Regions from separate parts of the Drosophila melanogaster genome. Here region 1 is linked to region 2. The links are chromatin contacts, called in public Hi-C maps. All regions are on one chromosome and are shown on one strand. The core of a region is the stretch at or near the end of the contact, and the rest is flanking DNA. Distances in the headings are between cores, read along the strand shown.

Region 1 (5,414 bases), core at 177-2,676, 1.6 Mb after region 2:
ATGCGGCGGCTCCTGCTGCTGCTGATCCTGCTGCTGTTGATCTATGCGCTTCTCCAGCTGTGTCTGGTGCAGAACCTGAGCTAGTATGTCTAGATCGTTGATGGTCTTCAGCTCGATATTGTCGAAAGGTGTGGAGTTCATATTGTACTCAAAGTCTGCGTAGTTTAGGGAGCTGTTACGCTTGTGCAGCGTCTGCGGACTGACCACTGGAGTGGTGCTCAGAATGGTGGGCTGCAAGATATTGTGAAAATTACACACACTTATTGACTTTGGTTCGTGGGAAGAGTCGCGTGACTCAGCGGTGATTGGAGGTGGTGGCTGCTGTTGCTGTTCCTCGTCCCTCTGCTCGGGCTCGTTCTTCTTTCGCTCCTTCTCGTCCTCATCCGATGACAAGTCGTCCGCACTAGGATAATCAACTGCTCCAAGCATCTCCTTCTGTCTCGCCTCCAGCGCCCGTTGGCGTTCCTCCTTGCGACGCTCCTGGCGACTGGCTCGCTCCTCGCGCTGCTGGCGACGCAGGTGGCGCCATCGTTGCGCCTGACTCAGCACGGCCCTCTCCAGCTGACAGTCATACTGGTAATCCGGATGATCCGTGTAGAAACCTTCTCGGAATTGCGACAGGCGATTGAGGGTCGCCTGCGGCAGGTGGTACACGGCAGGCGGTGGTTTGTAGCGCTCGACTATCTTGACCGGGACATCTTCCATGTTATGCTAGCGCATTCACCACGAATTTTGTTAATTAAGTTGCTACTACGCGTTTTTTTTTCTCTGTTCTCTTTTGTTGTTTCTCGAGCAGCAGCGATAGGCGATTGGTATTGTCATCGGTCACTGCTGATTCGCCAATTTCGACTAGTGTTGAATATCGTTTTTCCTTGAGATGCTCACCTAATTAGGTGTACTCAGGCTTGGTTGCGAGTTTGACAACAGCTGATATTAAATCTACCCAAATTTTCGCCAATTTGAGGGCGTATGAAAGGCTTAACAAAAATCGGAATACATTAATAGTTTCTACAGATCACGTTATACAACATAAAAAAATTAAAATTACAAAACATTTTGACATACTAAATATTTTTTGTTACCAAGGGTATCATTATTTAGTGCATGGCGGATAGTTTTAAGATCTTTATTCTAAAAAACTATTTTTGACCAAACTTTTGTTTAAAATAATCCCGCGCTTTTACAACTGAGTTTATTGAAATCATGTTCTTTCCACTAGATAAAACCAAAGTTTCTGGGAATAAATAAGGACGAAAAATGGCAGTTATGATATCTATTTTATCTCTATCTATTCTTTAATAGGTCTTAGTCCAATAATACAGCAATTTCCTATGTAATGTTCAATGTTACTTTATTTGCAGGGTATTAATTTGCTTAATGCAGTTCGACCATTGCAACCATTTTATCGATAGTTGATGCCGGGAATAGTTCATCGCTAAAGTCAAAGGCAATGTAAACAAAACAACCTGAGCAATGGACGATGCCGATGATCTGCGCATAAACCAGCAGCAGCTTATGGACGAGATTTCGGCCCTCTTGCAGAACACAGCGAAGCCGAGCGCCGCCAACGCACTGCAGCTGAATCAGGAGCTCCAGCGCCGGCTCATGCAAGTCCGGACCAAAATTCTGGCCATGTTACAAGTAGTAAGGGCCCGCTTCTCTCGGAACGAGGACATCCTGGTGCGCCGGCTGCGACCTCGTTCCCATTTCGGCCCGAATTCCCTCAATCTTAGCGGGGCGATCCTGCGGAAGGGCACGTTTCGCTTCAAGGGCAACCTGTTTTTCCGAGACATCGATGGTCGAAGCTGTCCTAACAACGAGGATTACGAGGCGCGGTGCCACACGGAGATGTTTCCCACCGACTTTGACATGCACTCCAGACATGTATGGACATTGCTAGACAAAAAGAATGTGATAATGGGTATAAAACAACAGGTGAGTGGACCCTTCGAGTGGTTCAGATTGATTGCCAAATACCCATTTAATAGCAATGAAAAGTTAAATAGCAATACTAATATTCTGTTTTATAAAAAACTCAATTCTCAGTTACTGGAGCATAGGGCCCACAGTACGAATGCGCTGCCCAGCGGAAGCCTGAAGCGCAAGCCAATCGAGCGACACTTAAGTACACTGGTAAGTCTGCTGGCAACTGCGGATAGTAGCTTCAGCATCGACTGGAACCAGATCAGCACCCTGGACTTGGAATATCGGCACTCACCATATAGCTGTGAGGCAATGTGGAGGGTCTACTTAACACCAGATCTCAGGCGAGACGATTGGTCACCCGAGGAGGACGAAACTTTACTGGCGGTGGCCACTGCGAACAGGATGCAGAACTGGGAGTTGATAGCCGCGTCGCTAGACCGACGTTCCGACTATCAGTGCTTCGTACGCTTTCATACCGCCCTACGTTTTCTGCTGGAGCCAAAGAACAGCCACCGCTGGAGCGAAGAGGACAACGATAAACTAAGGGCGATCGTTGATAGGAATACGGCAAACAGTGTAATAAACTGGAAAAAAGTCGTGGAATACTTCCCGGACAAGTCCAAATCAACGCTGATTGGTCGTTACTACTACGTGTTGCATCCTAGCATCAGTCACGGTAGGTACCCAATATATTGAATAATTTTTAATTTATTATTTCGCTCCTTTGAAACTGCAGAACCCTTCACTACCAAGGAGGACATGATGCTGTTCGCCGCCGTTGAAGAGTACAATGGAAAGTTTCACTGTTTTCCGCGTTCTCTTTTCCCAAACCGGTCGTTAACCCAACTCCGAACTCGCTACCACAATGTACTGGCACAACGCAACAAGACCGACTCCTGGTCCGTTCAGGACGACACACGGCTGATGAGCTTCGTAACGCAATACGGGGCTTCCCAGTGGCTTAACTGTGCCACGTTCTTGGGCAATCACACGCGGACCAGCTGTCGAACCCGCTTCCTAGTCATCAAGAAATTCCTTGAACAAAATCCCAATGCAAAAGTGGAAGACCTGCCACGCCGCCGATCGAAGAAGGTGTCCTTGGTTAACTCTGATAACTGGGCGCAGCGTTTGCAAGAGTGGCAAGAGGACCCAGAGTCATTAGTTAATGATAACCCCCCGAAAGGAACTCGGGTGCGCGGTCCCAAATCGAAAAAGGCTAGGATCGAGCGACAGGCAGAGAGTTTCTCAAGACTTTCGAAAGTTGATATAGAGTTCTGCAACTTCTTTAAGTTTAGTTATAATCTGACGCTGAGCACTCCAAAAACTTTTCCAGTTCCAAAAGACGTTTATAACCTTGCCTACGTGATCAGAGCTCTTGCATATAAGCCACCAATTCGACCCTCGCTCTTACAAAACATATTTATGCCAAATGATGTGCTTAAGTGCTACAACAGCATGATCCGAAACCTTCCGGACGAGGAAGGTGATATGAAGAGCCCACTTTTGCCACCCAACTGGTCAACTATGATGGGGTTTCGAGCCTTATGCATTCTTTCCGGAGATTGTCGCAAGGATACGGAAACACGTAGCTTCGAATACAATGAATCTTTACCACCCATCCAGCTTTTCCGCAAGCGGTTGCAAGCTCTTTTCTATCGTACCACTCTTCTCAGCCGCTTGGAATCACAACTCTTTACGGACTTACCATCAGCATTAGTTTCTTTACCACGCCCCAAACACGATTATGCAAAAATGGGTACACATGTTGAATTAATCGATCCAGAGCCGGCACCACAGAATGATCTAAAATCCGAGCCGCTTAGCGAGAATGAAGTGATTAATACAGTCAAGCAGGAATTGGAAATGGAATATACAGTTCCATAGGAACTAATAAGTAAATATGTAATATTGATTAATTTAAGCTTTAAAAGTTTATATTTTTTACTTCATATCGCGTTATATAATAGTTCATTACAATGGCTAACAAATAATTTATAAACTTGTAGGTACTTTTAACGTATTTCACATACAGCAAAATCAAATGCCGGACCGATGTGCATTAGGGTGGCTCATTTTTCTGATTGTAGTTTAAAAATATTGCTTAGGTTTGAAAAAAGGTATATTTATAGCAAAACGCCCTGCAAAACGAAACAATTTAATACACAAGCAGTCAAAAAAACTAATGTATATTTTAGTTGCCGTTTTACAATCCTTTCAAAACTTTTATCCCGGATATTTAGTTATTAGAGCAAAATTGTCTAAACCTTATTTTCAATATAAAAAGAACCGATCCATCCTATTGTTCATGCGGTAACAATGTATTACAAAGCATTTTTATGATAGCACTAGCAGCTTGAGAACTATTTTGTTCGATTCCCGGGGGAGGCGCTCATTGGAAGTTACTGAAATCCGTCTTCAGCTTGATCGTAGGCTTCTGCGGCTTGGCCAGCAGGTTCCTCTGCGCCTCGCTTGCTTTTTGGGCAATGTTAATCGACTGCTGTTGGCTGCGAATGGCCGCTTCTAGTTTTTGTCGCAGTTCCGGTGTTTGACCCATCAGGGCCTTAAACTCCTGCGGATATTTCGGACCGATCTTCAGTAGCCACTGCAGCGCCTGGTCGTGCAGCTGCCGTTGATACTTTGGCAGCGTCCGGAGTCGACTGGGTTCCGCTAGGAAGCCAATGAGCACAGGGACCAACAGAGTCAGCATCTGAATATCTGTGAAGTGTGGACAAGGAACAATTAATATTATAATCCTAAGTTTAAGGGCTTGCTAAACGGAACATCAATTCACAGAGATGGACAAGTCGCTTCATCCCGTACTTTTACTTCATACGTGCAACATTTAAAGCGTAATTTTAATTGACAACAAGAACTAGGAACTATGCTATGGATTGGTGCATTGAAAAACATTGAGTGTGCAATAAACGTTGCAATTCATGACTATAAGGCAGTTAAGATAACATAAATAAAAAAACGAATAGAATGTTCATATTTAATGGTAGGAAAATAATTTCATTTCCATTTAGCAGACCGATGAAAAAGGAGTAAATTTACAACGCGTGTGTAAGTGTGAACAGTTATGCCTTATATTTCTGAAACGCTTTTTTGACATGAAACGTGTGAGTTTATGATCGAGCTCTTCTATTTACCTTGTAGCAAGTTCATGTTTCCTAACGTTTTTTTTTAAATATTATTTTTTTTAATGTTTTGTAAATGATTTGTGATTTGATAAAAAGAGAAGACAGAGAAAAGAGCAAATATATAATAACTTATTTCGTTTTCCCTTCCCATCGTGTGAAGTTTAAAATGAATGTACTTAAACCAATACTTTGGCTGCGTTCGAAGATATATTTGAAGAAAACAGATCGATACGACAGAACAGCCTAATTATGTTGGAAAGGGGAGTGTGTTAACTATTAAGGCGGGTAAGGGGGAACTGCTAGAACTATATTCTAAAATGGGGTACTCCTGCACCAAATGAAAGTTAT
Region 2 (5,048 bases), core at 1,505-4,004:
GCCCGTGGGGGATACCTCCTGCTGGGTGAGTACTACGGCCGGCGAGCCCATCTCCAGGATTTTGGGCGTGAGGTTGCGGACAGCGCTACTGCTTCGCTGATCTGTGGCTAGGTTCATGGGCGTTACCTGCTGTAGATAACCTATTGGAGGCTGCTGGGGATGAATGGGTGAGTCGATGATCTCCTGCTTGATCTTCAGTATCTGTTCGTCGCTGGCCTCCTGGCTGCTACCCGCGTCTTGGCCAGTTACCAATTGATTGCAGCTGGACTCCGAGGACGTGGATCCCTTGCGTTTCTTTTTGCGCCGCTTTTTCAAAGGTCCAATGTCCTGTTAAAGAATACTGCATTAGGACTCTCTAATTAGGGAATATTTTAATACTTACTGCTAAAACTCGCTTTTCCTTGGGCTCCCGAGGAGTGTATTTTTTTGTAGAAACTGTTGCATTGTTGCTCTTGATACGGGAGCTTAGATCCGCAACGCTCTCTAGCTTAGTGTTTAGCAATTTTTCTGCCCAACTGCGCACCACATCCCAGCACTCAGAGTCACCTCCTGTCGATGGTAAGCCACCCAAACTGGAGGCACTAGTTAGCTGACTCGGGTCCGAATTGGAATCACCCGCTACGATCTGCTCCGTCTTGCACAGCTGCGGCAGTTGCGGGGGCGTCAGCTTGGTGGTTTTCCGCATTGCCGCATAACAATAGCGAGAGTTTCCACGCGTCCCTAATCTCCGAGGACGAACGCCCGGAAATACCTGCTTCATCACCTTGCCGAAGTCTGCTGTGGACAGAGGTTTGATGCTGAGGCGTTCGCAATAAGCTCTATAAATGAATGGTGAAATAAACCAATTATTAATTTTAGGGCTATGCTAAAAAAAAAATGCTAGTAATAGTATGATTATTCAACTGATTTGCAGCATTTTTGTATATACAATACATATTTAGACTTCTCAAGCGAAAAATGAATGAAATACATTTTCACTGTTACCGTCTTAGTTTCAATAATGCTTTGAATAAGAATGAAAAGAACTCACATGTAATCATTGTACACATCCTGTTTTGGTATGGAGACCTGTGCATCGTGCTCCAGATGGGAACGCACCCAATTAATGGTATGGTTAATCTCCGAGCGCGTTCCTAGTGGATTTTGTGGCTGCCTCAACGGATCGGTGTCTGCGCATTCGCCAGGCAAACGAAGATAGAGGAATAGCTTCTCAATGGGCTTTAGTCCCGAGACACGCTCTAGAATCTGTGAAATCTGCAGCTTCGCATTGTCGCTGAACGGGAAGACGCACACAAATTAGCAAGGATAAACATAGGATTCTTCAAACAACACTTACTCCAAGCTGGTCTCAATCACCTGCAGCACCCTTCTCATCTTCTCCTCACTGGGAACTGATCCCGCTGAGTTGGAGTTGCTCAAAGCATTCATTACGTTTTCAGCAATGGTGGAGTTTATCACTCCACTGGCCGCTGGAACGCCCTCGTTCGGATGCCGTGGACCAGCTATTGTTGGGGTCGAAGGAGCAGCTGTCGCTGGAGTCGTGGTGACTGGTACTGGCGCCGATGGCACTCCCGCAGTAGCTCCGCCCATAGCGTGCATGATCTTGCCCAGACCCAGTTGCTGGGCTGTGCTAAAGCTGAAGGCATTGGCAAAGGCCAGGCCAGCAGCATTTGCACTCGCCGTGGCAAAGGGATTCGGAGTAAGTACGGAAGTGGAGACACCTCCACTGGCGCTGGTGGCATTGGAAAACGGAGGCGGCACAAAGCCGCTGGGCGTGGCTACAGGTACAGGTACATGGGTGTGACTCGTGGGCGAGATCTGGGCAGAGGCAGGTGCTCCGCCGACAGGGCCCACGGGCGTAATGGTCAAAGGAGAGCCCTTTGCATGGATAGCAGGTCCTTGAAATCTGGTTGCGCTGTAGACTATATCCGCGGGCTGTAGGCTGCAGTTCCCATAGGGATTGGCGTTGGGTTTCTGGAGGGGTAGTGCCACAGGGATCGGTTGAGGTATGGGAATGGAATTGGAGACTGGTGCTGTTGTTGCTGCTGGCGCCGCTGATTTCGTCCACTGCGCACCCAGCTGGCCGTGCTTCTCGGACATGTTAGGTGCTAGTGCTAGCGGCGCCTCCGTTTCCCTCCGCCTGCTGCTGCTCCCTCGTTGTTTTCTGCCTGCTGTGGTTTCTGGCCAAGATTAAGGGCGCTTCCGCTGCCAGGTTACGTAGGTGGCTGCCTGTGTGAGTGCTGGACTGCGTTCTATTGAGTGTGTGTGTGCCTTAGGAGATGGAGATTGCCGAGTCGATAACTGGCGCGACGAACATTTTGACGGCTGCGACGGACGAAGATACGGATGCCAGATATAGTTGCTTTCCCATTTTCCCGTCAGGCGGGAGTGCGCTGGGCGTGGGACGTGAAAGTGCGTGGCGTTCTTTACTGCCAACGAGCATGCGATTTTCCCAGATACGCACCGATTGAACCGAAATAATCCATTTTTTAACGAGAGATAAGAAAATATCTTGCGTTCTGCGTCTCGAAAAATATGTGGCGTTGCCAGACGGCTGCATTAAGAAATGTGCTTTTTTTGCCAGAGCTTTCGGATGTAAACACGGTGTTGTATTTGCGATTTCGCATAAATAAATGAGTAAATTACTAATAATTTGTATATAATTTGCAGATTCACCTTACGCAATGTTAGCTTGTATATGATAAACATGCAACGCTAGTCTTTTAGTGATCTTGCTGTCATCGTTATCGCCACTGGTCAAAAAAATGAGCCATAGAGAACTGGTTCCTAGCTAAATTAAATCTTTGGTGAGATGTATTGTCAGTATTGGACATAATATTTTCTATTGATAAGGCAAATTTAAGCGCATTAGGCCTTTTTTTAAATAATATTTAATGTAAGACGTTGGTATTTTTATGATTGAATTCTTTACTCTATCTAAATATACGTAAATATGAAAGAAATATATAAATATATATATAATTGTTTTCATAATATTTGAATATTTGAAGTATTAATATTTTCTTTCTCATTTTACAAGTTGTTTGTGTTTATAGGCACACTGGGGAATACTTTCAGTTATCATATCATATCGTTTAGCCATGGTTAAAGGAACAAATATTTCCAATGTATTGTCACAAGCAGCAAACATGTTTATCAGATATTTAACCAAAAATCCGCTTCCCGGAACCAGCAAAATGAACCACATCGTGTTCGCCGATGCTATGCAGCCCTGGTAAGGAAAATGGCGATGTCTTTTCGTTTCTTTTTTCAGTCGCTTTACACAACACTTTAGCAACACAAATTTTAACACTACAATACTACGCGAGCGGTTCTTTAAATTAAATTTCGAGCAGGATTCCAGAATGCGCGTCGAGCTTACCCCACAGACGTGCCGGGTCTGCCTGGCGCAGAGTGAGCGACTGCAGCGCCTAGACGAGATCCGCGAGGAAGGCGAGGAATCGCCGAACGAGATGTTGATTCAACTTTTGGGAGTCTCATACAGCAATGTAAGTGAATCGCTAGAGCTGGCAATGCGAACTGACCATTCATCCATCCATCCCTCATGCAGCTGAACGACAGAGAACACATACCCGATGGCATCTGCAAGTCCTGCAAGGTCGAACTCAACATGGCCTACCAGTTTCGCGAGAAGGCGCTGCGCAAGCAGATGGAGATTGAGGAGTACTGCCGGGAACTGGGCTTGCTGGACGAATCAGATGTGATGATGATCAAGGAGGAGGACGGCTCGCAGCAGCAATGCGACGAGGAGATGTACATCCTGGAGGAGACCACCACCGGGGAAGAGGAGCACCAGGAAGAAAAGGGGCACGAGGAGTACTTGGAAGTGGACACCAGCGATCAGCAGGAGTGCATTGGCGACACCATCGAGTACTTGGAGGACAACTACACCATCGAGATGAACTCCGATCAGACCGAGATCGTCCTGGAGTCTGAGAAGCAGTACGAAGAGACACCATCGCAGCAGTTGGCGCTGCAGGAGGCGGCCAAGGCAAGCCTGAAGGCGCGGCGCGGCCGGGTTCGTCGCGGATTAAACTCCCTAACAACATCGGACGGCACTGAGAAGGGTGGCTATATCTGCGACGTCTGCGGAAACTTTTACGAAAAGCGCGGCCGGATGATGGAGCATCGCAGACGCCATGACGGCATCTGCCAATATGCATGCGAGTAAGTCGAGTCGGTAAATTTCATATTAAAGCGATAACCCTAATCCCGCCTTCACAGACTATGCGATGCCAAGTTCCAGGTGCGCGAGCAACTGAGGAAGCACATGTACTCCCACACGGGCAGCAAACCCTATAAGTGCAGCTTCTGCAGTCGTCAATTCTTCTACGAAAGTGTTCTCAAGTCTCATGAAAAGTGAGTAGAAATGTTATTCTCACGGAGAGGCCTCAAAATGGGCCATTTAAATATATTCCTAGTTCGGGACAGAGATAACTAACTTTTCTTTTTCCGATCAGTGTTCACCGTGGCATCAAGCCCTACGTGTGCAAGGTGTGCGACAAAGCGTTTGCCTACGCTCACTCCCTGACCAAGCACGAGCTCATCCACTCGGACATCAAACTGTACCGCTGCGATTATTGCAACAAGGACTTCCGTCTGCTGCATCACATGCGCCAGCACGAGGAGACCAAACTGCACCAGAACGCCGTAATGCTGGCCGAGAGCATGAAGGTGGAAATGGTGGCCGAGCAGGGGGGCGGGAACGAGATCCGAATTCAAGCTCACTGACGCAATCAAATTCAGTAGAGTATACTGTCTTATTTCCAGATATAATCCCTTATAATCAGTAATACTAGCTTAAACGCTAACGGATAGCGTATTCATAGTTGTAAGAATGAACTTCATACGTAAATAAAGGTTATTTTTGTTAAAAATAGAATATCAAACGTATGTGATGTTTTAGCAGCATGTGGAATTTGGTTCATAAAATTAATTTATTTGATAATTTGAATACATACAATACAATACAATACAATTTGAAATGTAACACGCCCGAGAAAATCTGGCAATCTAGTTGTACGCTA

What was found. Hi-C and Micro-C count contacts between places; a contact is called where the count stands out from the background.
Region 1: a contact with region 2 is called in a Hi-C map of the Kc167 cell line, with 2.5 times the contacts expected there. The contact joins the promoter of Pbp95 here to the promoter of CG9727 in region 2. A contact is called at or near these places in 11 of 107 Hi-C or Micro-C datasets (the D17-c3 cell line, the Kc167 cell line, the S2 cell line and 3 more).

What each region holds. Positions count from the first base shown.
Region 1 is chr3R:8,012,365-8,017,778 of dm6, forward strand. It overlaps Pbp95 (PSEA-binding protein 95kD), which reads left to right and starts at 1,427. Exons shown (of 3, transcript NM_141503.4): 1 at 1,427-1,935; 2 at 2,047-2,602; 3 at 2,663-4,246. The coding sequence starts at 1,474. The coding sequence ends at 3,810. It overlaps CG10435, which reads right to left and starts at 837. Exons shown (of 3, transcript NM_141502.3): 1 at 1-837. The coding sequence starts at 705. CG2747 reads right to left here. Exons shown (of 7, transcript NM_169205.3): 7 at 3,846-4,641. The coding sequence ends at 4,316.
Region 2 is chr3R:6,453,922-6,458,969 of dm6, forward strand. CG9727 reads right to left here and starts at 2,755. Exons shown (of 5, transcript NM_001275389.1): 1 at 2,677-2,755; 2 at 1,337-2,586; 3 at 1,031-1,273; 4 at 383-818; 5 at 1-327. The coding sequence starts at 2,100. Zif (Zinc-finger protein) reads left to right here and starts at 3,167. Exons shown (of 5, transcript NM_001275390.1): 1 at 3,167-3,235; 2 at 3,296-3,509; 3 at 3,572-4,188; 4 at 4,246-4,380; 5 at 4,482-4,901. The coding sequence starts at 3,366. The coding sequence ends at 4,752.